Regions from separate parts of the Mus musculus genome. Here all the other regions are linked to region 1. A link is a contact called in public HiCAR-type, HiChIP or PLAC-seq and promoter capture Hi-C data. All regions are on one chromosome and are shown on one strand. The core of a region is the stretch at or near the end of the contact, and the rest is flanking DNA. Distances in the headings are between cores, read along the strand shown.

Evidence for each region. Promoter capture Hi-C pulls out the DNA fragments that hold promoters and counts their contacts. HiCAR-type assays count read pairs that join an accessible place to other places. HiChIP or PLAC-seq counts read pairs in DNA pulled down with a chosen protein or histone mark.
Region 2: a contact with region 1 is called in an H3K27ac HiChIP or PLAC-seq map of embryonic stem cells, with 10 times the contacts expected there. The contact joins the promoter of Leo1 here to the promoter of Gclc in region 1. A contact is called at or near these places in 1 of 39 promoter capture datasets (erythroid cells) and 2 of 115 datasets of contacts at active chromatin or transcription factors (astrocytes and embryonic stem cells).
Region 3: a HiCAR-type map of astrocytes shows a contact between it and region 1, with 6 times the contacts expected there. The contact joins the promoter of Tmod2 here to the promoter of Gclc in region 1. A contact is called at or near these places in 1 of 39 promoter capture datasets (hippocampal neurons), 3 of 115 datasets of contacts at active chromatin or transcription factors (astrocytes, embryonic forebrain and embryonic stem cells) and 1 of 9 other capture datasets (pancreatic islet).
Region 4: a contact with region 1 is called in a promoter capture Hi-C map of erythroid cells, with 40 times the contacts expected there. The contact joins the promoter of Mapk6 here to the promoter of Gclc in region 1. A contact is called at or near these places in 4 of 39 promoter capture datasets (the HPC-7 cell line, erythroid cells, hippocampal neurons and 1 more), 2 of 484 Hi-C or Micro-C datasets (muscle stem cells and nephron progenitors) and 3 of 115 datasets of contacts at active chromatin or transcription factors (astrocytes, embryonic stem cells and thymic regulatory T cells).
Region 5: a contact with region 1 is called in a promoter capture Hi-C map of erythroid cells, with 20 times the contacts expected there. The contact joins the promoter of Tmod3 here to the promoter of Gclc in region 1. A contact is called at or near these places in 4 of 39 promoter capture datasets (embryonic stem cells, erythroid cells, hippocampal neurons and 1 more) and 2 of 115 datasets of contacts at active chromatin or transcription factors (astrocytes and embryonic stem cells).
Region 6: a contact with region 1 is called in a HiCAR-type map of astrocytes, with 2.8 times the contacts expected there. The contact joins the promoter of Myo6 here to the promoter of Gclc in region 1. A contact is called at or near these places in 1 of 39 promoter capture datasets (erythroid cells) and 1 of 115 datasets of contacts at active chromatin or transcription factors (astrocytes).
Region 7: a HiCAR-type map of astrocytes shows a contact between it and region 1, with 6 times the contacts expected there. The contact joins the promoter of Scg3 here to the promoter of Gclc in region 1. A contact is called at or near these places in 2 of 39 promoter capture datasets (embryonic stem cells and hippocampal neurons) and 3 of 115 datasets of contacts at active chromatin or transcription factors (astrocytes, embryonic stem cells and neural tube).

What each region holds. Positions count from the first base shown.
Region 1 is chr9:77,753,043-77,756,753 of GRCm38.p6, forward strand. Gclc (glutamate-cysteine ligase, catalytic subunit) reads left to right here and starts at 1,493. Exons shown (of 16, transcript NM_010295.2): 1 at 1,493-1,917. The coding sequence starts at 1,768.
Region 2 is chr9:75,439,364-75,443,330 of GRCm38.p6, forward strand. Leo1 (Leo1, Paf1/RNA polymerase II complex component) reads left to right here and starts at 2,161. Exons shown (of 12, transcript NM_001039522.1): 1 at 2,161-2,272. The coding sequence starts at 2,215.
Region 3 is chr9:75,609,684-75,613,579 of GRCm38.p6, forward strand. Tmod2 (tropomodulin 2) reads right to left here and starts at 1,642. Exons shown (of 10, transcript NM_016711.3): 1 at 1,341-1,642.
Region 4 is chr9:75,407,910-75,412,001 of GRCm38.p6, forward strand. Mapk6 (mitogen-activated protein kinase 6) reads right to left here and starts at 2,107. Exons shown (of 6, transcript NM_015806.5): 1 at 1,954-2,107. 4933433G15Rik (RIKEN cDNA 4933433G15 gene) reads left to right here and starts at 2,275. Exons shown (of 4, transcript NR_040719.1): 1 at 2,275-2,857; 2 at 3,799-3,955.
Region 5 is chr9:75,557,808-75,561,465 of GRCm38.p6, forward strand. Tmod3 (tropomodulin 3) reads right to left here and starts at 1,850. Exons shown (of 10, transcript NM_016963.2): 1 at 1,693-1,850.
Region 6 is chr9:80,163,763-80,167,613 of GRCm38.p6, forward strand. Myo6 (myosin VI) reads left to right here and starts at 1,272. Exons shown (of 33, transcript NM_001039546.2): 1 at 1,272-1,467.
Region 7 is chr9:75,682,387-75,686,142 of GRCm38.p6, forward strand. It overlaps Scg3 (secretogranin III), which reads right to left and starts at 1,670. Exons shown (of 12, transcript NM_009130.3): 1 at 1,249-1,670; 2 at 552-604. The coding sequence starts at 1,339.

The DNA.
Region 1 (3,711 bases), core at 243-2,742:
GAGACAGCATCATGTCTCCTCAGTTTTAGATGCCATCTAACCTGTGCACATACTTAAATGCATTCCACTGTGCAAATCACAGCCACACTTTCAGTATCTGTGGCCCCAAGCTCTTTGATGGCCTCATTCAATGAGGAAATATTCCTATCATGCATTCATCGATTAGTGTTCATTGAATGTTGTGATGAGTGTTCATTAACTATTAAATCTAAAGCAAATGTGGAAGTCCATGCCTCTAATCCCAACACTCAGGAGGCTGAGGCACGATGGCTGCCTGGAGTTCAAGGCCAGGTTGGGCTATCTAGTGAGATCTTGTCTCTAAGTAACTACATGTTGAAAATGTAGTTACAATGTGTGTGTGGGGGGGGGGAGGGTGTAATAAATGTTTTCTGCCCTCTGTACATGAATGGATCATCTAGTTACTGCATATATTTATACAGTTGCAAAACATTAATCGAATAACTATTCGGGCAAGGTACCTTCCCTTCGTTCCCACGGAATCCAGTTCCCAGAGCCTTCCGCACTCAGGGTAAAGCTCTCCTGAGCAATAGAATGACCACCGCTGGATGGACCTTCGGTTCTGAAGGTGGGGAAACTTCTGAAGAAACTTCTCACACTGCACACTTGGAGACAAGACAAGACAAGACCTCTTTTGCACAGTGAGTGATCTCTGTGCCGACCAGAGATCCCATTGGCAAATAGTTAACGTACAGGGTTTACAATGATGATATACATATATCTAATCCCTGCCCATACATGGACGCATGTAAATAACCAGCAATCAACTCTATGCATATCCATGCCATGTGGAGTCGTACAACATTTATTAAAAAGTATTACTCAGCCAGGCAGTGGTGGCACATGCCTTTAATCCCAACACTTGGGAGACAGAGGCAGGCAGATTTCTGAGTTCAAGGCCAGCCTGGACTACAGAGTGAGTTCCAGGACAGCCAGGGCTACACAGAGAAACCCTGTCTCGAAAAACCACACATACACACACACGCACACACACTCACACAGTATTACTCAGCCAGGCGTGGTAGTGCACATAATTGATCCCAGCACATGGGAGGCAGGAGGATCTCTATGAGTTCGAGTCCAGCAAAGCCAGTCCAGGACAGCCAGGGCTACACAGAGAAACCCTGTCTTGAAAAACCAAGAAGAAAAAAGAAAAAAAAAAAAAGGATTACTCTTAACTTTATACCCTTTCTACCAGTACAGAGTTGAACAGATATTCAGATATTTCAGCTCTCTCTCTCTCTCTCTCTCCCTCTCCCCCCCTCCCTTTTTTTTTTTTTTTTTTTTTTTTTTTTTGACCCAGTTTTCTCTTAGGACCCAGACTTTTCAGTCCTTATTCGCAGACAGCCCCGCCCCCCCGCGGACACCCTCGGCCTCAGCCCCGCCCCCGCCCCAGGCCCCACCCACGACCTGCCGCTTCGTTCCCCGCCCCCGCCGCAGCCTATAAAATCTGGAGCGCGGCGCACGGAGCGGCAGGCGCGGAACTGGGCATGCTCTGTGTCGCCGCAGCTTTGGGTCGCAAGTAGGAAGCCCGTGCACGACACCGGCGGCGCCGAGTGGAGCGCTGCCGCGGCGGCCAGGGCCGCAGGGCCGGCGTGGGAGCGCGAGACCGGGCGGCGGCGAGAGACCCCGACCCGGGCTGTCAACCGCGCGGCGGGGTCCGAGCCGGAGCGGGAACGGACGGGACGCCCGCCGCGCGGCCCGAGGGCGCCCCCAGAGCGGAGCTGCGGCCGGGAGGAGGACGCGGCCATGGGGCTGCTGTCCCAAGGCTCGCCACTGAGCTGGGAAGAGACCCAGCGCCACGCCGACCACGTGCGGAGGCACGGCATCCTCCAGTTCCTGCACATCTACCACGCAGTCAAGGACCGGCACAAGGACGTGCTCAAGTGGGGTGACGAGGTGAGCCCGCGCGCCTTTGTTCGGCCAGGCCGCCCGCGGCCCCGCCACCGGCCCGGGCTCGGCGCTGGCCACTCGGGCTCATTCATTCCTGTCGGGAGGCAAGCCGCTCGGACACAGGGAGGGCCTGAGCGGGAGGAGTGTGAATATCTGCCTCCCGGCGTCCGGTCGCACTGTTCGCCTTGGAGATGAGTGTGTACAGGACCGACTTGCCCGGCTGGCTTGCTATCACGTTTCAAATCTCCAGGGTGTTTGCTTCGGCCCTCGGTTTTCTCTAGCTCTTTTTCTTAAACGCCTGACACATCTCACATCTGTCCGCAAACTTTAGAGTTATACATTGCAACAAATACATTGCTAGACCTAAGGACTTGGGGTTGTCTTCCTAAAAGACGGGAGACTTCATTATCCGGTTTAACTGTAAATGCTTACAACTTAGAGGTTAGGTAAGACTGGTTAGAGCCAGCAGCTAAGCGTTACCAGTCAATGCTAAAACTTGTGCATGATCTCTGGGACCCATTTGTTCGAACCATCTGAAAGCGGCAACGCTAAAAACATTTTTTTGTGTGTGCATCCCCTATTTTTAAATAAGCACATTGATAAAAAGATACATAAAGTTAAATAACCTCTTGAGTCTGACCTTTATTGTGTGGGGTTGGCATTTACGGCAGATAGCGTGCCACTCCTGTATGTATTTATCGTTTAGTATTATCCTTGGGCTAAGTTTCAAAGTGTTGCTGTACCGGCATAGACTAGCTTGCGAAAAGTTAGTTTTTCTGTATCTAATGTTGGTAGATGATTCTGCCATCTGCAGCTGAAAGAATTATGCTTGGCCTAAGGAAGTATTAGGACTAATATATATTCCTACAAAAAAAATTGTCTATCACCACATTTTCTTTCAGGAAAGGGACACACTCGTTTGGCAGTTCTCCAGTTTTAGTCCAAAGTTTGTTGTGTATTTACATTTGACAGTTCTTCATTTGTGTTCCGTGTATCATATACAGGGCAGGGATATTATGGGTTTTATCCACTTGTTTTTCCTAGGGCCTAACTAGGAAATATATATAGTTGGCAGCAGCAAATTGTGGCGTCCTTTAAGGTTCTCATGGAACCAGCCACTGTTGAGCAATCAAAAATTTACTTTTCGCTGTCTTGCTAGGACTCCATAAAGACAAAAATAAAAACAAATGAATGTCTTTATAACCATTTGGAGTTGAACTTCATCCGCAGATGTTCAGTGCAGTCGAAGCACAGTGGTTCACCATGCCCCTTGCCTTTTCTCTACTAACCAGGAACCTCCCGGATCCAGATCCTTCTTTCTGTTTTAGAAAAAAAAAAAAAAAACGCTCCCCCTGTTGGCAGGAAGAGCATGTACAACTAACTGCCTGTTTGGAGAGACTTCCCATGGCAGACGAGTAAAGTGAGTGGTGTGAGAGGAACAGCAGAGCAGGACCTCAGGTGTACCACACATTTCCATCGTGACGGGATCTGGTGAATAGAGTCGGTACCAAGTTTACCTTCCTCCCCACAATCCTTATCAAGGAGACTGAAGAAGCCAGGCAATCTTGTGCACTTGTATTCTGTCTGTATAGGGGGAGAATGTTGGGCCCAGCATTTCAACCAATTAACACTGTTTTTAAAGACAGGGTTTCTCTGTGTAGTCCTGACTGTTCTGAAACTCACTGTGTAGACCAGGCTGGCCACAGACTCACGCAGAGATCCGCCTGCTTCTGCCTCCTGAGTGCTGGGCTTAAAGGTGTACACCATCATTGCCTGACAGTTAAGACTTCCTGAACAGAG
Region 2 (3,967 bases), core at 911-3,410, 2.3 Mb before region 1:
AGTAATATAGTAGAATATATCTTCTAGCAGTGGTTCTCAACCTCCCTAATGCTTTGACCCTCTAATATAGTTCCTCATGTGTGGTGGCCCCCAACCATAAAATTATTTTGGTTGCTACTTCATAACTTTTTCTTGCTACTATTGTGACTCATAAATATTTTTGGAGAGAAAGATTTGTCAAGGAAGTTGCAACCCACATGTTGAGAACCATATCCATCTTATAGGTATGTTGATCTATAATCCCTTATCTATAATTCTAAAACCAAAAAAGCTTAGAGATAGGCTGGAGAGATGGCTCAGTAGTTAAGAACACTGACTGCTCTTCCAGAGGTCCTGAGTTCAAATCCCAGCATGATACAGTGGCTCACAACCACCTGTAATGAGATCTGACACCCTCTTCTGGTGTGTCTGAAGACAGCTACAGTGTGTGGGACTGGAGCAAGTGGGGAAGGAGCAAGCAGAGGTCCTGATTTCAATTCCCAGCAACCCCATGATGACTCACAACCATCTGTACAGCTACAGTGTACTCATATACATAAAATAAATAATCTTTTTAAAAAAAGCTTAGAAATGGAGACTTGGAGAGATGGCTCTGTGGTTATGAACACTGGCTGGGTTGCACTGGTTGCTCTTCCAGAGGACCCAGGTTTGATTCATAGCACTCACATGGAAGGTAACAGCTGTCTCTAACTCCAGTCCCAGGTAATGTGATTGATGCCCCTTTCTGACATCTTCAGGTACCAGGTATGCATGTGGTGCACAGATATGTATGCAAAGTAAAGCACCCATGCACATTTAAAGAAATAAAATTAAAAATAAATTTATTTTAATAAATGTAATTTAAAGAAGAGATCAGAAATGAGCAAATACTGCCAGAAACTAACCTAATACTACTGAAAGCTTCATCCTTAGTAATCCAGGCTGTCTTTGTGGCCCCAGCTGGCCTCAAATTCTCAGTTGTCTTCCTGCCTCAGCCTCCCATATTGGGATTTCTAGTCCTAAATCTTTTATTTTTCCCCAGTGCAGATTGAATTTGAACCCTCACTCATAATAGGCAAGCTCTGTACAGAGCTACTTTCCATGTGCCTAGAGGCCAAAGGCCGATTTCCAGTGTATTCTTGAAATGCTCTTCACCCCACCAGGCAGCACCTTACTTTTTTTTATTTTTTTTCCCCCAGACAGAATCTCTATGTATAGCCCTGGCTGTCCTGCTGTCCTGGAACTCGCTATGTAGACCAGGCTGGCCTAGACACCACCATCCAGCATCTGTATTTTAAGACAAGGTCCTTTATTGGACCTGAGAGCTGGGATTACAGATGTTGGAAGCCGTGCCTGAGTTTAAGTAGGTGCTGGATTTTCGGAAAACAGATCTTTAGTCTTTAAGGGCAAGTCATTTACCGACAAGCGATCTCACCAGGTCTTTTTTTTTTTTTTTTTTTTTTTTTTTAAAGATTTATTTATTTATTGTATGTAAGTACACTGTAGCTGTCTTCAGACACTCCAGAAGAGGGAGTCAGATCTCATTACAGATGGTTGTTAGCCACCATGTGGTTGCTGGGATTTGAACTCCAGACCTTTGGAAGAGCAGTCGGGTGCTCTTACCCACTGAGCCATCTCACCAGCCCTTTTTTTTTTTTTTTTTTTAAGGGTGGGGGTTCTCAAGGATCCCACGCTGCTCTTGAAGTTGCTATGCAGTTGATGATGAATTTGGGTTTCTGACCCTTTGCTTCTAGAGTGCTGGATTACAGGCGTGCACCACTAACTACTCCAGGCTAGAGCTCTCAATGACTTATTTCTTATTCTTCTGCCACAGGATCTACGTATGTAGACATATGCTGGCTGGCTGGCTGGAACTCGCTTTGTAGACGAACCTGGCCTGGTATTCACAGAGATCTGCCTCCCCAGAGCAGAGCGACCACACCCACCCTCAACTATTTTTAAGAAACCTGGCCGCAGCTGACAGGTCGTAAACAAGTCTGACCCGCATCCCAAGCTCCGCACAGCGTGCGAGCGGGCTAACGGAGTAGCGGGCGAGCGCAGACACCGGGGCGGGGGTGGAGGGGGTGGGGGCGGAGCCAGCCGAGTGCTGGAGAAAACTAGGTCACAAAAGTAAAGTAGGTCTTTGTGCGGCTCTTTACGACACGTCGTGTTTGGACGGGTCTGGCCGTAAAGCAGGCTCGAGCCGAGCAAGCCAAGGCCGCGGACCAAGCTGCTATGGCGGACATGGAGGACCTCTTCGGGAGCGAAGCTGAGAGCGAGGCCGAGCGCAAAGGTGCGGCGGACGGGCGGGCGGGCGGGCGGGCGAGCTCCGCGGATGGGCACATGGGGCGTCGGGTTGCTTTTCGGCCGGAGGCGCGGCGCCGGGCAACGCGAAGTCCCCAAGCTCTTGCCCAGCGCCCCCTGCATGCCCGGCGGTGCCCGCCTCTCCCGGGGAGACCGCCGCGGAGTCAGTGCCTGGAGGATCAGGGACCGGCCTGGACTCCTGGGGGAGCAGAAGGGAGGACGTGTGGCCTGCGCCCCTCCGTGCATACATGGCCAATTGAAAGGGTGGCTGGCAGTGAATGAGTGGAGACATGTTCAACTGCCCATCGGGCGCGGTAACGCCCCGTGTGAAAGGGCGAGTTGATGGGAGAGTGTAGATGCCCCTGAAGGGTCTGGGAGGGATCAGGTTGGAGTTCTACAGAAGGACTACGCACTGGCGATGGGTGCCCTTGGAGAGCCTGTGCGGAAAGCCAGTTTCCTTGTCTGTGATGTAAGAATGGGGAAACTTGTGGAGTGTTTGGAGAGGAGTGACAGGATTTGGTGATGAATGAATGAATGATGGTTCATGGGGGGCATTTCTGGCACAGGTCTACGAATATCTGAATTTGAGATGTGAATAGAAGAATGAGGAAAGATCCGAGATGAACTTCAGAATTCTTGCAGCCCCCCCAGGCCCAAATTAACTTCTATACATGTCATTTTCCTTGCCCCTCCCCCCATTCGTCACCAACTCCAGTTTGTATGTAATTACTCCAGTTGTGGAGGGAGCACTAAGTAAAAGTACAGAGAACTAAACTCTTCCTGTGCCCGGCTTTGCTCATAGTTTATTCTCTGTGTCTTCGAGGCACAATTCTGTGTACACCTTCCCATGTTTTCCATGAAGCGTTTCATTCATTCAGTAAACAAGGATCCCTATCATCTCCTGGCCACCTTGCTAGGGGTTGGGAATGTAATCATGAGAAGACAGGTTCCCGCTCCCCAGCTTAGTGCTTAACGCTTAGTGCTTTTTTGCATCCACTGGTGAAAGCGTCGTTTAGTAAGATGTACCTGTAGTGCTTTCTCATAGCCACCCATAGCTTAGGGAAGTGGAGTGTACAGATGATTGCAGTTCTACGCTTTCTTCCCCTCCCCTTTCTTCCCTTTTAAAAACTTCTTTTAAGGTCATGGCAGTTTTCTTCCATTTTACCATTGAGTTAGTGGACTCTCCAAGACTGACTTTCAGGGTCTGGTGTCCTGTCTTTGACAACTGCTCTTAGTCTTGAAGTTGCTACGGATGTGACAGGGTAGAACTTGGTAGGTCTGCCTGATTGTCTGCTTACCTGCCTGCGTGCCTCCTTCCCTTTCTTTCCCCCTCTTTCTTCTACTGGATCTGCTGTGTATGTTGCCTTTGTTGGCTTTATACTCCCGATTCCACTTCCTCAGTGAGTGCTGGTCTTAGTTAGATGTGTACCTCCACTTCCAGCTAGTACTACTACGTCCTATTTTCTATTTCTGCTATACGTTGATCTTGTGACTTGATGCTATCCTGATGCTGATATGTTTTCTGTCATTGTTTTTGTGGCTCCTTTAGGGTTTTCTACATGTGAAACCATGCCATGGTGATTAGAGATAGTTGTACTGTTTCTTTCTCTTGCCTATTTATTTACCTTGCTATGGCTGGTACTCTCTTTATGATGTCGAATGGGACTTGCAGAAGTAGATATTG
Region 3 (3,896 bases), core at 392-2,891, 2.1 Mb before region 1:
TTGGAGTCTCCTCCCCCACCTTTTTGCTGAGCACATTTGACAGCTCAGGCCCAGCCCTAGGGAGCCACTAACCTTTATCAGCTGATCGAAGTGCCTGCTGCAAACAAAACCACCACATTGTGGCCTGCCAATTTATATTAACATAAAAACCAAACCTTTGAGATATTTATTGAGCTATACTGAAGAAAACTGAGGGAACCAGGCATATTTAAAACAAACAAACAAACAAACAAATAAATAAACAAACAAAAAACCAAAACTGGATTGGCTAAGCCCTGAAAAATCCTCCTGTTTCTTTAAGGGAAAACTGTTCGCTCGGTTTCCATCAAGCATTTTGTAAAAGTGTTAAACACTCTGGCCATCTCAGTACCTTGATATAAGAATCTAGGACGAAAAGAGGTTCAGAATCCATCTCACCAAATATCTCATTTTACACGGCGATCGCAGCTTAGAGAGGAGAGGGGGTCTGGCCCAGCATCCATCAGCGCCTAGATGGTGGAGCTGCTATGGAAACCATGCTTTTGTAATACGTTCTCGTTCTCTGATGTTCTTTTTTCTCCCTTCCCAAGCGCATGGTGAATCAGATATTTAATAGGCGCCGGAGAAACGATGGCGTTCTCGGCCTCTTTCCTGTAATTTGCATTTTAGCCGCATTACCTTCCCATCTTCTAATATTTTAAAATAAAAATTCCCAGAGCCTTTTAAAAAATCACCCCCCCCCCCAAAAAAAAAAAAACCCGACCTTCATATTTTTTGCAGGTTAACAGGTTAAAGCAAAGAAGCCTCGGAAAGACACAGACCAGCATGATTTTAACCAGGAAGAATAAGAAAAGATTCTCTGGGACCTGCTCAGAGAGGCTTTCTGAAGGCAGATGCGTCCTTGTGACAGCTCCCAGGATCTCAGAAAAGATGCCGGCCCGACTCCTCCCTTCCCAGGCTCTTGCTCAAATGAGGCCGTGAGATGCCCAAGACTCAGAGAGCTTATCACACACCGGTCTACGGGAGAAGAGAAAATGGGAAACAAAGCCTAAGGTGGAAAACCCCAGTTCCGTAGCCCGGAGCGACTGGAGACCGCGCCCTCTCTGCATCTGCGCGTGGACTGCGGCGCCGAGGGTCTGCGGGACTGCAGGGCACAGTGCAACCGGTACCCACACTCATCCCCGGCTGCCCGGCTCGGTCCCCTGCCACCACGCGCACCAGCAGCTCGGGTGCAAGCCGCTGCGGGCTGCACTTGGCCGCGCGCCACGCTATGGAGCATCCTCCCGCGGACACGCTAAGCGGGGGACAGGGGTGCTTCAGATAGGATGTCCCGACAGTGCCCTCCTGTCCCAGGTTCTCACCTTTGCTTGTGCCCATCCCGAAGCGGAAGGTCCTGCCCAGCAGCCTTAGAGCCAGGAGTGAGCGGGTCCGACCAGCAGGGGCGGCGCCGTGGCCCCAGGCTGGAGCTGCGATCAACAGGCGGCTCCCGGCCGGGCGCGGCGCGGCACGGGGCGCGGGGCGCGCGGCTGCAGCGGGGCAGCCTGGGAAGCGTAGTTCTGGCGGCGCGCGGTGGCCACTCCGAGACAGGACCCTTTGCCCGGGCCGCAGCTGCGTCTCCCAATGACGCGATGGCCTCGCAGGGTCCTCCGGTAGAATCTAGAGCTACGTGCGCCAGCACGCTGCGAGGCAGGTGGAGCCTGGGTTTGGGGGATGCTGGGTAGGCTCTGTGGACTGGCTCAGGATCATTGACGCCATGGGTGGCAGAAGCTTGACAAGACTGTGGACAGCTGAGCATCTTTCTGGGCAGCCTCATGAAGGCCCACTTTGGGCCAAGTATAGGAATAGACCAGGCCTGCCCTAGGATTTACTGGCTAGGTGTAGGTGTGGGAAGAACTAGATGGGTTAATTGCTTAAGAGGGGTTGGAAAACTAACTGGGGTTTGGGGAGTGGGATAAAAGTTTTGGTTTGGGAGTGCTGGGGAACTGATACCTACACACTGGCTTCATACTGGACATTGGATTCGAGACTCATTCCCTGTAAAATGTTTACAGCTTAAAGATGCGGTGTGGGAGTCAACAACCGCAGGTCTATCTGTACTAAGAGCACACACAGTCCGGAGTCCTTCATTGTGGTTACAGAAGACATTCTTTGGATGCAGTCTCTGATGGGAAAGTCCTGCAAAAAGTGCTATGCAAAAGATAGCTGCGTCTCTGGCCTGGGTAGAAGTTAAAACTCCCTGAGTTTATTACTGTGGGTCTTTTAGCAGTCTAACCTCCATCCCCACCAACGAAGATGTACTGAAATGTCCTTTCTCTCTGACTGGTTCTTAGGAACTACAGAATATTATCTTGTTTCTGGGGCATGAAAGTTGAATGGGACGAATCCCTGATTGTGGAAGTGCATAGCAAAATGGGTTCCTTCCAGAAACTTTCTTTTGAGAACGAGTCCTATCATGTAGCCTAGGCTGATCTTTTAACTCCTAGTCTTCTTGATTTTGTTTCCTAAGGTCTGGGACTACAGGTATGTACCACCATACACACAATAGGGGCATTTTCTATTCCATAAGGTTGCTCTCCATTTGACTCCTTGTTGGGTACGCTGAGTATATAACCTTTGAAGGGTACTTGACAGTTATAGCTGTTCTGAGTTGTTGTTGTATTTTTTTCCAAGTTGCTCCATGCAGTATTTCACTATATGGTGGGATTGGTGTTATGTTGGGATTAGTGCAGGAACATGAACTAAAGAGATGGATGCTTCAGGGCTGACTGGATCTATAGTAGACCAAGGATGGGTGAGGGTGAACTTGAATGGCTGCTATCTGGGGTGAGGTATGCAATAGTCACATAGCTGAAATAAAAAACATGCTGTAGAAGAAATCCTAAAGTCGAAAATAATAGCAGCAACTTTGCATGCATGTGAAAAATATGCCTTCATATTCCTGTAATTTTTTAAAAAATTTTTGTAACAGTCCCATGGGATGAACAAAGGGAGTTTTTATGGGAGTTCAGAGTCATTCAAGAAAGAGAGGTGGTAGGATAGGTTTATCCAGCTTCTCTAGTCATTAAGGACATCATTCTCCAGGGAACACCAGTGTGGTTCCCAGCGCCTACACAAGACAGACCGCAACAGCTTGTGACTCTAAATTTGGGGTAGCCTATGCACTTTTCTGCCCTCCCAGGGCATCCCCACACAAGTAACATGAACATTAACATAAATAAACAAAAATTAGGCCAGTGGGTGGCTGAGTCAGAAAATAAAAGCTGGCCTTTTAAGGCTCTGGAAACTAGGGTGGTGAACACAGGTATACCATGGCTGCTGAGAGACAACAGAGTTTCCATGGTCAACTATAACCCTGCATCCCCTTGTCAGAATGAAAAGAACTGGAGGTGTGACCAAACCAGTTTAAATAATGTTCTCGAGTTTTCCTATGCTTTTATTATGCCAAATGGTCTGTATAACAGACAGGATATCTGACCTTTCTATGTTGTACATTCATCACAAAGCATAGTCTTTTACTAAATAAAAATGGGGCTGTTTACAGATCAGATCAACAGTTTTACTAGCGAAAGGCACAATCTAAAGATATTGAAGCACCTTTGTTCAGATTGGAGGAAAGAGAGACAAAGATACCTGGTAGCCGACTACCTTCTGTGGCTGTGTCCTGGTCCTTCATAAAGAAAGGCTGAATGTGATACAGTGAATGGATCATGACTTCAGGAGCAGTCTATGGAATGAAGAAGACTCAGAAGTGATTTCTTATACTGCTGTCATAGTTGGAAGCCCAAGCAGAGATCAACAGCCACATAGGGGCTCTAGAAAGATATTGAAATTGCACTAAAGACAGTTGAGAAAAAAAGGACATCTGGTCAACCTGTGTGTCTCACAAGGGCTAGAAGTGAGTAGATGCCAATGGATAT
Region 4 (4,092 bases), core at 857-3,356, 2.3 Mb before region 1:
AAAAAAAAAAAAAGCCACGTAGTAGTGGCGGCAGTGGGCAGGGTGAGTCATCACCCAACTCCAAAGTTGCAGCCTTCCTTCTGTGCCTCCTCCCACTGGACCCCAGGCCCTTCCCCGGGTCCCCTGAGTCAGCAGGCCTGCGAGGTTGTGAGTTCTTAGTTCTCACATCCTCCGGGAACTTACATAAAATGCTGCAGCGCTCTCGGCACTTACACTTGTCTTTAAAACCGTTGTCTTTTCTACTGAGAAACTAAATGTTCCGCAAGCCAGTCCTCCCCAGAATCTTTTTTAATCGCAAAAAGTGGGCAGGCTACTTTAATCCTCTCCTGCAAATGACTAAACTGCAAAATATCCTCATATAGAAAGCTGACTTTAAACAATGTTTCATTTTCCCAGGGTCTTTTTTTTTTTTTTTTCAGGAACAGTAATACTGAAGCGATAGAACTGTCTGCTCAAATCTGACAAGCTTCCGAGATGACAATTATTAATTGGGACATCAGTAAAGCAAGATTTATGATGTAATTACATTAATACAACATATATTTTTGTTAAAGCAGCTTACAAACAGGTTTTTAACAACTACAAGCTAAAGATATGTTTCTTCCACTCAATTCAAAATTATTTCCAAACACTAAAATCTGTCATTTCTAGAAACTCTCAAGCTGGGGACAATGGTGCACACGTGTTAAACCCAGCAGGAAGCCGAGGCAGGAGAATCGTTACTCAAAGCCTAGCTGGGACTACGTGGCGACTGTCTCTGCAACCAACAAAATCCCTTTGAGGACTGGACCCTGGTTAGACCCCACATTCTTCTCAAATTCTTTCCAACGCAGTTCTCCAACGTTAAAGAGACAGAACGTCAAAACCCAGAATTTTACCAAAATAAAAACGCTAGAATAATCAACAATTTATTCTGAAGCTAGCTGCTCTTCGTTTGATGGCCTGAGAACGTTTTTATTTCCCCCTCTGACAATCATCTATCTGTATCCATAAAAAGTTAATACTGCCTCCGGACTCTTAGCAACGAACACGAACTGTTTAGATACTGTAAAGAGACCTAACTCCCCTTTACCAAGTCCCTGCGCTCCATCTTTCCTACTTTCAAGTCAAAGAAAGGTAAAACACGAAAGCGATCTAAAGGAGCTTGCTGCACGCAGCTTCCCCAAGGCACCTGAGCCGGAGAGCCAAAGCCAGGCAGGAACAAAAGGCGGCCGAAAGCCCTCCACTCCTCACAACTCCCAAGTCCGATCATAACAAGCTCCAAGTGAGGAGGCCTGTAACCGGTAACGTACGTTTTCATCAGGGTGTTTTTCCGGATCACACCTTAACGTCCGGAAAGGTGTCAGGAGCCCTGTCTCAGGCCGGTCCCCGGCACCTCGTGGACCGCCAGGCACAAACTTGGGCGGACTTAGGGGCAGGAGCAGAGCGCTACGCAACGTGCCGGAGACTTTGCCCGGCCGGAGTCAGCTGAGGCCGAGTCACCCGGGCAGGCTGGGGAGGGGAGGAGACAGGAGAGCTTGAGGGAGGCAGCGAGCCAGGAAGGCAAGCCTCCACCGCCTCAAGCGCTCCTGGACCACCGCCCTCGCCTGCGCGTTGGCGGGGACTCGAACCCGCGGAACCGGGCGCGGGCGGCGGGGACTCGAACCCGCGAAGCGCAGCCCGGTGCAGGCGGCGGGGGCCCGCCAGCTATGCCTGCGGCCGGCTGCCCGGCGAGGGGCGTGCCGGGTGGGAGGGGCGCGCCGGCCGCGCCGCCAGCCCCACGCGGGGACCTGGCCCTCGCAGCCGGCCGCGCCGCCCGGGCTGAGCGGGCACACGGAACAAAAGCGTCTTTGTTGAGCGGCGGCCGCCCGGAGGGTCACACACAATGGACGCGGGAGCCGGCGCCGCCGCCGGGCCCTCTGCCGCTCCCTCCCGCGCCGGCCCGCACCCGGCCACACACACATACACACTCACGGGACTTCTCCGACTCATCGACAGAGTGCAGGGCCCGCGGACAGCCCTCAAGGTCGGCTCAGGTCTCCGGCTGTGCTGGCGGCAGCGGCGTTTCCGAGGCTCTCGCTTTGCCGCAGTCGCCGCCATGTAACCCCGACCCGCCAGAGAGGGCGCGGAGAGAAGGCGGGGCCTCGCAGAGGCACGCCCCCTCACGTCACAGGCTCACTCCACGGCGGCCCCGCCCCCGCCAGCCGGGGAGCCGCACGCGCCGGAATTTCCAACGCCCGTGACTGCGCGCGCCGCGGGGGCGGTCGGAGCTGCACGCGGCCTGCTGGCGGGTACACCCCGGCCTCAGCTGAACCACCGCCCAGAGTGTCGTACCAAGTGACCCGACAGGGCGAGCGTCTGAACGGCTGCTGGGTCCCGTGCTGTCGGGAGGAAGTGGGCGAAGGCGAATATGCTAGGCCAGATTGTTGAGCAGATAAGCTCAGGGTGGTGTTGGGAAGGCCCCTGGGATCGGTCCCCGGGGTCCGTTGGCTGCTTCTAGAAGCATCCGCGGTAACCAGGGAGGTGAATGAGTGAGGGGTCCTGGGAAAACTGAGCAAAAGCTCAGTCAGCAGGGTGGCTGGCTTGTTGAGATCGCTGAGACCAGCCAGAGTTTGACATAGGCGTGCTGAGAAAGGTAGATAGCTGCCCTTCCAGTGCTTAGATGAAATTTAAGTATTTAGGAACTTAGATATAAAAAGCACAGGGTTTGCCTGGGAGTAGTGGCACATGAGTTAACTAGTCTATGTAGTGCCAGGACAGCCTATGCTATATAATAGACCCTGTCTCAAAAGGCTGGGAGAGCTTGTTGTTGTACCCCTGTGATCCCTGTCTTGGAGACCAGAAGGATTAGAAGATACAGTTAATCCTTGGCTGCATAGTGAGTTCAAAGCCAGCCCAGACTACTGAGACCCCGCCTCACAAAAAAGAAAAATGAGAGGTTCGGTTAGCCCTTTCTATCAGTGGTAATTGACCATCCTAAAGAAAATATGGCCACTGCAGTCCATGATCCACTGTAAGCAGCAAACCCCTTTCAGAGATGACACAGTCACTTGAAGTTAAGAGCTTGAGAGGAGCTTCAATGTTTCCTAATACAGAGATACATTAAAATATATGCTTTGTGAGACAGCATCTCTCTATAACTCAGCCTGCCCTAGCACACCTAATCTCCCTGCCTTAGCTTCCCCAGAGCTTGGATTATAGGCTTAGGCAGCTGAGCCCAGCTCTATTATATTTAAAGCAATACCATCTGAATACCAGGAGAAGAGCAGTAATGCCTACAGAAAGCGAGATTTACAGCTGTTGAGTGCAGCCGGCACTGTGAAGTTCTGCTCCACCGACCCACTCTGTCCTCCCTCTAGTTCCTCCTGATGGACTCTGGGACCTCCATCTTCCTCTAATGGCTGGACCCCCCGGGGTGGTGGTGGTGGTGAGCATAAATAGCAAGCCGTATGCTTTCTCTCAGAAAGTTTATAATGCATCTCTGCTGACTTCCATTAAAGCCAGCCATATTGCTTTATAGGAGTCAAAGGAGTCCACGATGTTAAGTGTTTGTGGAATCTTAAAAGAGAGGTCAGGGTGAGCTAGGTACAAAATTTTGGAGATTTGGTTTATGATAGGCCTTTCATCAAGGGGTCTTGACTGGGACTGAGTGGTGTGACAGTTTAGGATGGGAAAGGGAAGAGTTTTGAAAGAAGTCTAGGAGAATTTAATGTTGGATAAGCCCAGAATCTTGCTGGGGGCGGGGGGTGGGGGGAGGGGGGGTGGAAGGCGAGTTTACCCTGATGAGTTTAGTCACTTATGTGTTCTTTCCAAAAATAGGCTTTGAGGAAGTCCCTGCCTGAAAGCGCGATAAGGTATTTGCAAATTCATCTTCCTGGATGAGAATTTCTTGAAGTCGGTCATGCGTATAAACCAAGTGTGGTAGTGAACGCTTGTCATCCCAGCATTCTGCAGGCTGAGACAGGAGAATCTTGAGGTGAGGTCAGCCCTTGGGGTTCCAAAGCAGGCAAGCAATCAAGCAAAAAATGAGAGACAGCAGCAGGGAGTGCGAATGACCACATTTCATTATATACGTGTATGAAATTGCCAAGGAATTTTTAGGAAGAAAAAGGT
Region 5 (3,658 bases), core at 600-3,099, 2.2 Mb before region 1:
ATGGTTTTCCAAATGGATTAATTCTTTAATGATAATAGGGATATGGTTCAGTGGATATGATCCAGGAGGATATGACATCAACTTCCAGGCTTCCACATGCATGTTCATACATGTGAACACACAAGAGCATGCAAAGACCTGAACACACATACACCATAGAAGGATAGGATGATCATGGGTTACCTGGCTACCACCAACCTCATTCTAAGATAAACTACAAATGCTGAGAGATGCAAGGCAAGGTCGTTTAAGATTGGAATATGATGGATGGCACGTGTAGAACCAGAGATGGGATTCAGTGTGTGTTCTCACCTTCTGAGCCTTCTCTCCTGGCCCTACTGTCAGCTCTTAATACATTATAGACATGGCCAGACTCGGTGGCTCCGTCTGTAATTCAAGTACTGGGAAGCTGAGGCTTAAAGGCCAGCCTGAGCTACACAGCTCAAAATATCAAAAAGAGATATATATGTGTATAAAATGTGTGACCAGGACTAGGAAGAGAACTAATAAAAAGGAGTCTGAGCAAAGCTATTCTTCTAAAATAATGACAGGTCAATTGATTAATCAATTTAATATGCAAAAAAAAAAACCTATTCCGAAGTTTTTCAGAAAAAGAAACATGAACTGCACTAAATGTCAGAAACCAAAGAAGACTGCTCATAGCCAGCAAATCTCCACAGGCTCATTTCCTGTTTAAGTATGACCTCCTGGGATAAGTTTTACTGCAGTGTTCATTACCAAAGAGATGACTGTGGTTTTTGGGTTTTTTTTTTTTTTTTTTTTTTTTTTTAAAGAGAAGCAGAGGTCAAGTTGGGAATGTGATTCTTAGAAGACAAGAAAGAGGGGGGTGGGTTGGATGGGAGAGTAGAAAGGGAACGTGGGTGGGGTGTGTGTGTGGTAGGATTCGAAAGGGGAAAGGGGATTCTTAAACAGAGAAGAGAGAGGGAAAGAGTCGAGAAAGAAAAGGAAAGTAAAAATTGGGGCTGTTTCCCATTTCTGTTTGTAATCAGAATGCAGACTTGCGGAGGAAACGCATCAACTTCTGTAAGCGAAGATACAACGACCCAGTCACGTCCTCAAAACAAACCCGCATCAGCTTCACAGCTGGCCCCAGCTGTGCTGCACAGGAGCCAGAAACTTATTCTAAGGCAGGGCAGAGCAGATAAGCAAAATGGCCAATGCAAGACACCAGATTTCAATCACAAAAAGGGTGTGTCCCAAGTTTTGTGGGTTTCCTCTCATCCAACAACAGCCAGGCAGCGAGATGAAGGCTGGGGTAGAGGGGCGGCAAGGCAAGGCGCTTCTCAGACAGCTTCCCAGCTACGCCGGTTCCGGAGCACCGGCCGGTCCCAAACCCAGACAGCCAAACCCCAAACCCTACGTAGACAGTCCCGAACTCCAGGAGACCGGTCTCAAATACTAGTGGCGGCCCCGAATCCCAGGCGGCCGGTTCCGAACCCCTGCTGGCCGGCCACAAGTGACTCAACCCCAGCCCAGAGCCTGCGCGCCTGGCCGCGGGCGACACCCAGCACAGCTCGCCGTCCCAGAACGGCCCGGCACCCTCTGCTCTCTAGCGAGGCCCGCGGGCAAGGCGCAGGAAGCACAGCCGCTCCCTTCTTAGTCGCCCAGGCCGGAGCGACCCGCTGCCGCGCCCGCCGACGGACTTCCTGGAAAGCACTGGGCTGAACTCACCTGTCTGGCCGCCGACCCACTGCACAGTCCGCAAGGTTTGAATCGCTCTTCCCGGCGCCCACACTCCGCGGTGCCTCAAGTTCAGGGAGTTGCCGAATCCTCCCGCCAGCTGCCCCTAAACCCGACCGCGCTGTCTGTATTGCTGGTTCCCCTTCACTGTCCCCTCCCACGCGCGTGCGTACTCGTGGGGCAGACTGCATGCTGGGAGTTGTAGTTCAAGGGAGAAGGGTGCGGCTCCATACATACGGACCTGGTCCTTTACAATGGGAAGGGTGTTGTTATAAGAGGGTACAGACACTAGGCTGAGAAAAATGCTTTCTGCTCCTGTATATGTACCTGCCCGTGACCCTCTGGAAGGTAGAAAGCCTATCTATAGGCTTTTTTTTTTTTTTTTTTTTTTTTTTTGGGTAATACATTTCCTTCTTGCATGGTGGGCCTTTTGTAAACAAATAATACAGAGTAAGGCTTTTCTTAATCCCTTGGTTACTAATGGGAGAGCGTGATAATGGGAAAGCCTTTCAAACTTGTCATGGAAGACAGATAAAAGCTAAGGAACTGGGATCGTAGCACAGTTGGTAGGGTGCTTACACAAGCATACACAAAGCCCTAGATTTAATTCCAAATAATGTATAAATTGGATGTGGTGTTACATGCCTGTAATCTCAGATCCCAGCAATTGAAGCAGAGGGAGGGGTACCAGAAGTTTATCAGTCAGTTACATACAGAGTTCAAGGCCAGTCTGGGCTACATGAGGTTTTTTTGGTTTGGGTTTTGTTTTGTTTTGTTTTGTTTTGTTTTGTCTTTTTAAAGCAATTTATGGCAGAAAAGGTCATAAATCGCACCAAGGTGTGGTGCCTCTAACTAAACAAAGGAGTAAAGGTGAGAAGCAGAGATATATTTCATTAATGCACACACCTAGGAAAGGATCAGATAAAGAAGTCAATAAGCCCATATGAGCTTTAGATTTAAGCAGAGCAACTGGGGCAGGAAGCATTCTTGTATGTATAATTGAGCAATCCTGGTCACAATGTGTCCTGGCTGGTCATTCTTTAAGACTGGTTCTGCAAGTTGTTCCCAAGAGTCCCTTTTGCCTGAGGGGGCAATGTCATTCTCAGAGGATAAGTGCTCATGTTCCAAGATGCATCCTCCCCACCATGGATGGGATGGGTAACTGACCATTTTCATGGAATCCAAAGTGACCACAGGTGCCTTTGAGGAGTAATTGTAAAAGCTGACTCTAAGATGTCTCTCATACTTTAGTTTTATGCCTTTATCCTGAAGGACCATGAGAGAAGTCCTTGAATGGTAAATATGTCCACATGCAGAGGTACCTAGGCAACCCAAAACAGGAAGGCAGACACAAAATGAAAGCATAGATGTTAGGGGTTACTCTGTTTTTAGTTATCTTATGGGTCCAAGCAAGGCAGTGGTTTTTAACAGATGCTGTTTCTAATCACCTGGTAGACAGCATGTGCCCATTTTCCTGCTCCATCCCATCTTCCCGTTCCAACTTTGTGTTCTACAACAGGCAGTGCGATTAGGCTAATGTGAGAGAGAGTAAACTGGAGAAGCAACTAGTCAAAGGAGGGAAAGGAGGGGATGGAGTTAGGTGAAGATGACCTTGGAGGACCGTTTAATGATGTTCTGCATAATGGGCATGATTGGCACGGGCATCAGCAGCATGGGCATCTGCATGGGCATCAGCATGGGGCATGGGCATCGGCATGGAGATCAGCATGGGCATCGGCACGGGGCATGGGCATCAGCACGGGCATCGGCACGGGGCACAGGCATCATCATGAGCATCAGCACGGACATCAGCATGGGTAGGAATCGTGTTCTATCTTGATAATTAAAAAAAAAAAAAAGAAAAAAAGCAGCCCAGAAGAGGACTGGAGAGCATGCTTGAGGTACATTCCAGTTACACCCAGAATAGGGAGTCACCCAATGGTTAGTTTCTCCTGGC
Region 6 (3,851 bases), core at 22-2,521, 2.4 Mb after region 1:
ACTAACTGACCATGCTGGTCTTGAACATGCAGCTTCCCGAGTAGCTAGAATTACAAGCACGAGGCACCAGGTCCAGTTTGAATTCCTGAAACCTGTCTTCTCTGGGAATCTTCTAGACAGAGCCCAGTGGTCAGAGTACAATATGAGGAGTTGTTTCTCTCCTTGAAACATGCTGGGCTTCAGGATGGGCTGCAAGAACCCTCACTGGCTGAACTATCTTGCCAGCCCCTTATTTTGTTTTCATATTAACCTCTTTTTTCTAGTAAAGGAGATGTTTGCTCTCAAATTTGCATAGGAATGTAATATTTAATTTAAAAAGATGACCCACATATGACCTTATAAGGACAGTAAAATTAAACAACCGGAAAGATAAAGCGGGCCAGTTGGCTCAGTTCTATAAAACCAGCCCACAAGGATTGTCACTATTCTTAGGCTTGCGCGGGCTACATGATGAGTTCCAGGACTGCCTGGTTACAGACCGAGACTCTCTCAAGAGTCCAGATAAACAACAACAAAGGGGGCGAGGTGGAAATACAGGGGCTGTAAGAAGTAAATATGATATCTGCATGGGAGGCTAGCCAGAGAAGAAAAAATTTTCTTCCGTGGTTCAATCCTCCAAGGGCTGAACAGGAAGTTGACGCAGGCAGGTGAGGAGCACGAGCCTAGATGGGCTGCGGTGCCACCCTTAATCCCCACAAGCGAGTTCCTCCGCAATTCGCCTGTCCCACTCTCAACTTTTCTTCAACTGACTCTTTGCTGTGGTCCCTCGCTGTGGCAGTGGAAACAACTACCACTGCGAGGTAGGGAATGTCATGAGGGGCTACCTGCAGCCCTTGGCTTGCAGGGATGCAGGGATGCGGTCGGAACCTGAGGCCCCGCCCTTCTCTTGCCCCACGCCATTAGGCCACGCCCCTACCCAGCACTCCTTCAACCACCCCCTTCCCCGGCGCCTCATGAGGTCCCGCCCCTCTCAACCCTAGCTCTTGAGGCCTCCCCTTCACAGCCGCCCCGGCGTTCCTTGACTTGAGGCCACGTCCCTCTGCTCCTTCATTCCCAAGACCCTACGCTTTGCGAGTCCTCCCTGTCCTGCTGCCTAGGACCCCGCCCCTCTCAGCCCTTCTGCCCCAAGACCCCGCCCCTTAGGCTGTTCCCGCCCACTGGCCAATGAAGACCCGCCCTTTCTTTAGCCGCCCCGCCCCGGTCCCACAAAATCCCGCCTCCGGCCCCGCCTCCCGCCCCCTTGGGCGCTCCGTAGCAGTGACGTGCGCAGGCTGGGCACTCTGCAGGGCTCTCTGGCCGGCGGGTGGAGACCGATCCGGGATCTGTCCCAGCAGGAAGCGTATCCCGGCCGCCGTCGTGCTGTCGTCTCCGGTGCTCGCTCTCGGCCGCGGTGTCGCGCTTGCCCTTCGCGCCCGCAGCCCGGCAGCCTCTCCACGGCCGCGACCCCTCGCGCACCTGCCTCGCCGGGTGAGTGTGGGCGCCTGCCCGCCTGCCTGTCCTCACCGCCTTGGCCTCTGCTCTGCCCGGCGCGGACTGGAGCTCTGGCTTCCCCTTCCCGGGCCAGCGGGGCTCCTGTCACCTGACGAGTCCCACCCGACACTGCAAGATAGTTTTATTTTCTCCTTTCGAAACACAGTGAAAAAGCTACACAGTCTAGTTTGTTGTCAGAGTAAAGATCAATTGATACCATTAATAATTTAGCTGTGTCGAAGAAGACCATGGTAGCATACTATAAAGCTGGAATTTTAGTTCCTAAGCGTTCTAGTATTTTGAGTGTGAGTTTTACGGATGTGTTGCTGAAAATAACTTTGTTATTTAATTCCAAATCGTCTTAAACTAATTAAAACGTGCTAGCTGTGGATTGTATTTTAAAATAGGAAATAATTTGATAAGGCCATTCTTAGATAATCTATGTCAGGAACTTTTACACAAAGATACATTTTATCCGGCATAAAGTATGTAGGGCAGAGCTGTTTAAATCCCAATGTGGAGATACTGCTGGAGCGCTACACAAACGCTGCTCCGATTTCATATGTGTTGAATAAAACTTTAGTTTGCTCTCGTGTTACAGTTGCAGGATTTTCGAATATAGTTAGTCAGCTTGAGACTTTTAACAGCCTTTGAGGCTCGGCTGTAACACCATAAAATCTGAGTCTTGAGCTTGGTGGTGGTCATGGTCCAAAGGTTGGCTGCGGAACAGCAGCATTTCTGTACAAATTAACTCGACTTCAAGACATCTTGGCTTGTGGTTTTCCAACTGGGAAATGTTTAGTGAAAAAAAAATTACCTTAGTGCTCTCTAGCATTAATTTTAGAAATGGCCACAAATGCTACAAGGGGGACAGAGGAAGCCCAGAAACAATGTAGTTCTTCAGAACAGCTCATTGACTTTTAAATGTCTGCCCATTTTCTGTGTTTGCAGTTGCACAGGAGTAAACAGGCACAGTGATAAATAGAAGTCATTTTAGTCTGATGCTCGTCGGCCTGTAGTGTTTTTATTTCGTGTGTGTGATCTGTTACCCATTTTTTTCCCTCTTCCTTTCAAGTTTTGTATTTGTTTTCAAAAGTTACTTGTAAAAGGCAGGGACAGAATACAACCCTTAAGAAAAGAGTATTGCGATTATACAGTTAAAAAGCCGTGGAGTATAGATTTTACATATGGTCTTTAGTACCTAGACACATGAGCAAGAAAAAGTGAACAACTATGATTTTTCATAGAAGCTACAACATATTAAAAACAAAGATGCAAATTATAGTCCATGGGACTTGTCCGAAAGGGATTTTCCCTTGTTTACACGATCAAATTTTAAAATAACAGTGGCCAGGAAATCGGAGAGAAGCCGAAGGCTCCTCGCTCATCCTGTTGTGACTTTGCCTGGCGTCTGTGGTGGATCACTTATTGTTTAGACAACTGGACTGTATCTGGGTTTTGAAAGGCCTTTAGATGGTTTTAAAGATTTCCACCATGCAAGGTCTGAATAAATCCATAAGAACTCCACATAAAAAACCATTCTCTAGTTTTTAACTTTCTCTTGGTATTCAAAACTCCACTTAGGGTACAGGATTGGGAGTGTAACTCAGTGGGTAAAGACCTTGCCTTGTGTGTGTGTGTGCGCGCGCGTGTGTGTGTGTGTGTGTGTGTGTGTGTGTGTGTGTGTGTGTGAGGCCCTGGGTACTGGAGTTTCATTTATATTATTATATATATTATATTAGAACATCTTATTTAAACATTGCAATTTGAAAAACACATTGCAATTTGAATAAATCTCACACAGTATAATGGTGATTCCCAGAAAGAGATACTTTGTTAACAGTTTATGAGCTGGCGATTTAGTAGTGATGTGACACACAAAAAAAACCCCTAAAGGTTTGATTTACAAAATAATATTCCAGGTTGACAGCCTTTCCTTTTATAGAGGAGAAAACAGAGGCTCAGAGAATGAATACTTGCTTGTAGCTTTGGAGGGGCAAAGTCCAGACTCTGAGTACACATGGAAGTCTCTGACAACAAAGCCTCTCTCCTCCTTTGCCCAGAAGTTGTCTTGATTTCGGTTTACTTGGTGAACTATTGAGAGCCCTTTGTAGGCCTGATCTGGAGATTAGGAGTCGGTACCCTAGGTAAACTGTGATAGGCCATGCATGGAGTCTAGAACGAACTGAGAATTCTGTCTTCTTTCTCAAGGCCTTGAGCAGTGACCCAATGCTTTGGCATCACGTCTGGAGTGGTTCCAGCATGTATTAAGTATTATGTGCTTTTCATTTTGATGGGTTTATAGGAATTAACACTGCAATCTAATCCTGGATTGATTTCATTGTAGCTGAGCAGTATATGATGTTTCTGGTCAGGATGGA
Region 7 (3,756 bases), core at 420-2,919, 2.1 Mb before region 1:
TTTACTCTCTATGTGATTTAGTTCTGTTTGTAAAATGCAGGCAGAAAGCACCGTTGTCAGGATTAAATGAGACAAAACAAAGGGCTGATATGCTTTAATCAATTAATTCCTCTCTCCTGTGATACTGACAAAAGACAAATCTTCAACCAAGTGTGGTAGCATGTGCTGACAATCCCAGCACTCAAGAGGAAGGGGCAGAAAGATCAAGAGTTGTAGGGCAATCAAAGCTACCCAGCAAGGCTCTGTCTCAAAGAAAACAAAACAAGCCACGCACACACTTTGGTAAACTAGACAGTCTTATAAGAGTGGCTACAGTATTGATCTCACTGGGTTATCATCATGCCTCAGCCCATGTGCTATAAGAACTCAGTGCACTAATTGTGAGAACACAGAATTAGTGGAACCAGATTTATCATCTTAGTTTTTGTCAATTTATTATTAATGTCTTGGAGTTTATAAATGTAAAATGGCTAAAATATCACAAGGAAACTACAGTAAGTGACAACAGTGAATAAGATAACATAGGAGTTATAATTTTACATCTGACCTACCTGTTCATTCAAAGGTCTTTCTGCACTTAATTCTCTATTATGCAGGGATTTGTCTAGAATAAATACACATAAATATAAATTTAATTGTGCATTTGGGTGGTCAAATATGTTTCCTATTAAAATAAAAAACACAATGAAAAAAGATTTTTTGGAGAAATAATTCTGAATGTTATAAAATAAAATTTATAGTAGCAAAGATTATCAATTGTATACATGGTGAGTTCCAAAGTTGGTATGCTTATTATATTATTGCATATCCTGAATTAAATGCAATCACACTTTTATTTTCTGATCAGAAATTTAACATATAGTTCTAATTCTTAGCTTATTAGCTCTTTTCAATTGGAAACATACTATTTGGATTATCATTGCTGGTACATTAAAAGAGATCATCATATCCTGCATGTGTAATGAGCAAAAAAAAAAAAAAAAAATCCTAGCCACTTTAAGCACAGGTACTCGCTCCCCTTTTCAAAATAAGACCATGTTATCGCTCTATTATTTTAAAAGTAAAGGAGAAAGAAAAATCCATCTTCGTTCTCTGAAGTCAAAACCGTGTATATTCTGTCAATATGCACGATACGAGATCTGCTGAGAAAAACTAGGCAGGGCGATTTAGAGCTCACGGGTCACATCAAGCTTTATCTTGGCTGGGCCAAATGAAAGAGAACTCTAAAGCAGAGCAATGTCCACATACCTTGGCTGCCTTCGGGTTTGGGGAAAGCTTGAATTGGGCCGCTGTTGAGCACCAACACCAGTATCCAAGAGCCGGTCCAAAGGAACCCCATTCTTTCTTGCTCTTCTGTGCTTTGCTGGAAAGAGCTTGGCGCTGGGCCCCTGAGCTGTAGCTTTTGTTATGAATGAGAAGGGGAGTTAAGAAGCTGGAAGGGACAGGAGCCTGGGTGCGGGAAGGGAGAGGGTCTGGGCGCCTCCGGCGCAGTTGCTCCGGGCTGGAAGGAGGATGCAGGCTCTTCTGGCGCCCAGAGCAGGTGAGCAGGTGCGGTAGGCGCTGTCCGCCCCGCGGGTGCTGAAGTTCCTGCGCCGCCAGCGGACGCGGGCCTGGGCGTAGCTTTACTCCACTAGCTCCAGGAGAGGAAATGAGGAGGAGGCGCATGCTCCATGCAAACCAGAGGCGTGAGGATGGCGTCAGCGACCCAGCGCTACTCCAATCCCGCGGGAACGGAGCGGGGGAGGGGAGACAGGCTTGCTCGCGTATTTTCCTTGCCGCAGTCTTGGGTATGTTTCTACGTCGGAGTCGGGCCGGATTGCAGGATTGCTGGACGATAGGCATGGTTGCTGTACCTCAAGGGTTAAATGCCCTCTCTACCCGTGAACTTGTCAAGGAGACATGGGTAATCTTTGTCTAATTTTGATTGTTATTCTTCTGCAGTCTCTACTCCAAAATCCCTTCCTGCTATACTCAAAATTCTGTTATACCTTTATATTCTACTATAATCAAAATTCTGTTATAAACAAAAGATATAATTCTATCAAACCTTATAAAGACCTGCCTTTATTGATCTGTGTTGACAGTCTTTTGATGCTCTTGCATCTCAGCTCCACAGGAGCCTTTTGATTAGGAAAGCGCACGAATATTATTTCAAATACATTGTGCATAAAACTTCACTCTCACATAGTTAGAGAAGGAAACAAAACAAAACAAAACAAAACAACCCGTTTGTCCCTCTTGGAGCGAGAGTCCTCACCAGAAATATTCAGTTTTGTTCTCTTTCTTCTAACCAAGTAGGAAAAATAGTGTGCTTTTGTGACATTCTTCCCCGGGTCTAATTTATACCTGAGGATCTTGATGTTCTGAGAGTCTTTCAAGAAAAGGGAAAGCCATGAAAAATACTCCTCTCCTCATAAGCAAGTCAGAGGGGTGCTTCCTATAATCCGAGAATATCCTGGAAGACTGAGGTCATTGCATACAATTTACTATCCAAAGACTTTTAAGTGGTGAATGCGAGTAGCATAATGTGAGCGGGGTGCTGAGCAAGCTCTTTAGTCTGATTTTTAAGCAGAACTTGGATCTTTCCCTTTCAACTGCAGCCTGCTGAGAACCCAGCTGAAGAATGGCCACAAAGAAGGATCCAGCACAATCAGGCCTTTGATTTCTGGCTCCTCCCTCTCATGGACCAAGTTACTTATTTAAATACATGAAAACAAACAAACAAACAAACCCACTGACAAACAGATTTCCCTTTCTGGAGGTTTTGAGTTTAATAGTCATGCAAGTATTTCAGTTAAGAATCTAAAAGTCCTTTTGTTTCCATGTGAATCTTTTTTAAAAATTGATACATTAAAATCTGTTACAGAGTACTTCAAATCTAGCAGTTACTTCAAAACGAATAGATCTTTCTCAATGGTGGGTAGCACAGTATCATTATCCTGGTATGCTGCAGTCTTAAAAATTAACTCATGGGCTAGAGCAATGGTTCATTGGGTTTGCAGAGGACCCAGAACCTACATAAATGTAGCTCACAACTGTTTGTAATTGCAGCTCCAATCCTCTTCTGGCCTCTGTGAGCAACACATGTGCACATACCCCAACACAGACACACATCCATATAATTATTAAGATTGTGTTTAAAAATTTAAAAAAATTGGGTCATATTTTAAAATCACATCTGTGCTAAGGGAAATTTCTTTAGATCTCTGTTCCTTAAAACATAAATGACAGCTCTATCAGCTGACATATAGATGCCACTTGTTATCACATTAGATAGAAACTGAACTATGGAATGAGTAATGTTTCAGATCAGCTGACTTATGGAACAGGAAGGAATATGAATAGAATAGAATGTGGCATAAAAATAGAATATGAATAAGTTCATGTTTTTTTAGTCTTATTATACGTGATCATACTGGACAAAAGCATAGATTTGTAAATGGAATAATCTTAATTTAATTGAACAGATATATACTGAACATTTGAAATGTACCAGGTCCTAACATAATTGCTCATATAAAAAGACAAGATGACATTGGTCACTGCTGGTCTTGTGCCTAGTAAAGAGAAAAAAAAAACTGTATGAAACCAACATCAAAGCAACTCTATAGTATATAAGGTTCACATGCAACATGATGTTCTTAGTTAAGTATAGGAGAGTAAATAATCACCGAGGTTTGTTATGTCTCCTTTGTATGTGCAGAGTTCAAATGGAGTCCAAATAATGGAATTAATGACCAGGCAAGATATGGTAGT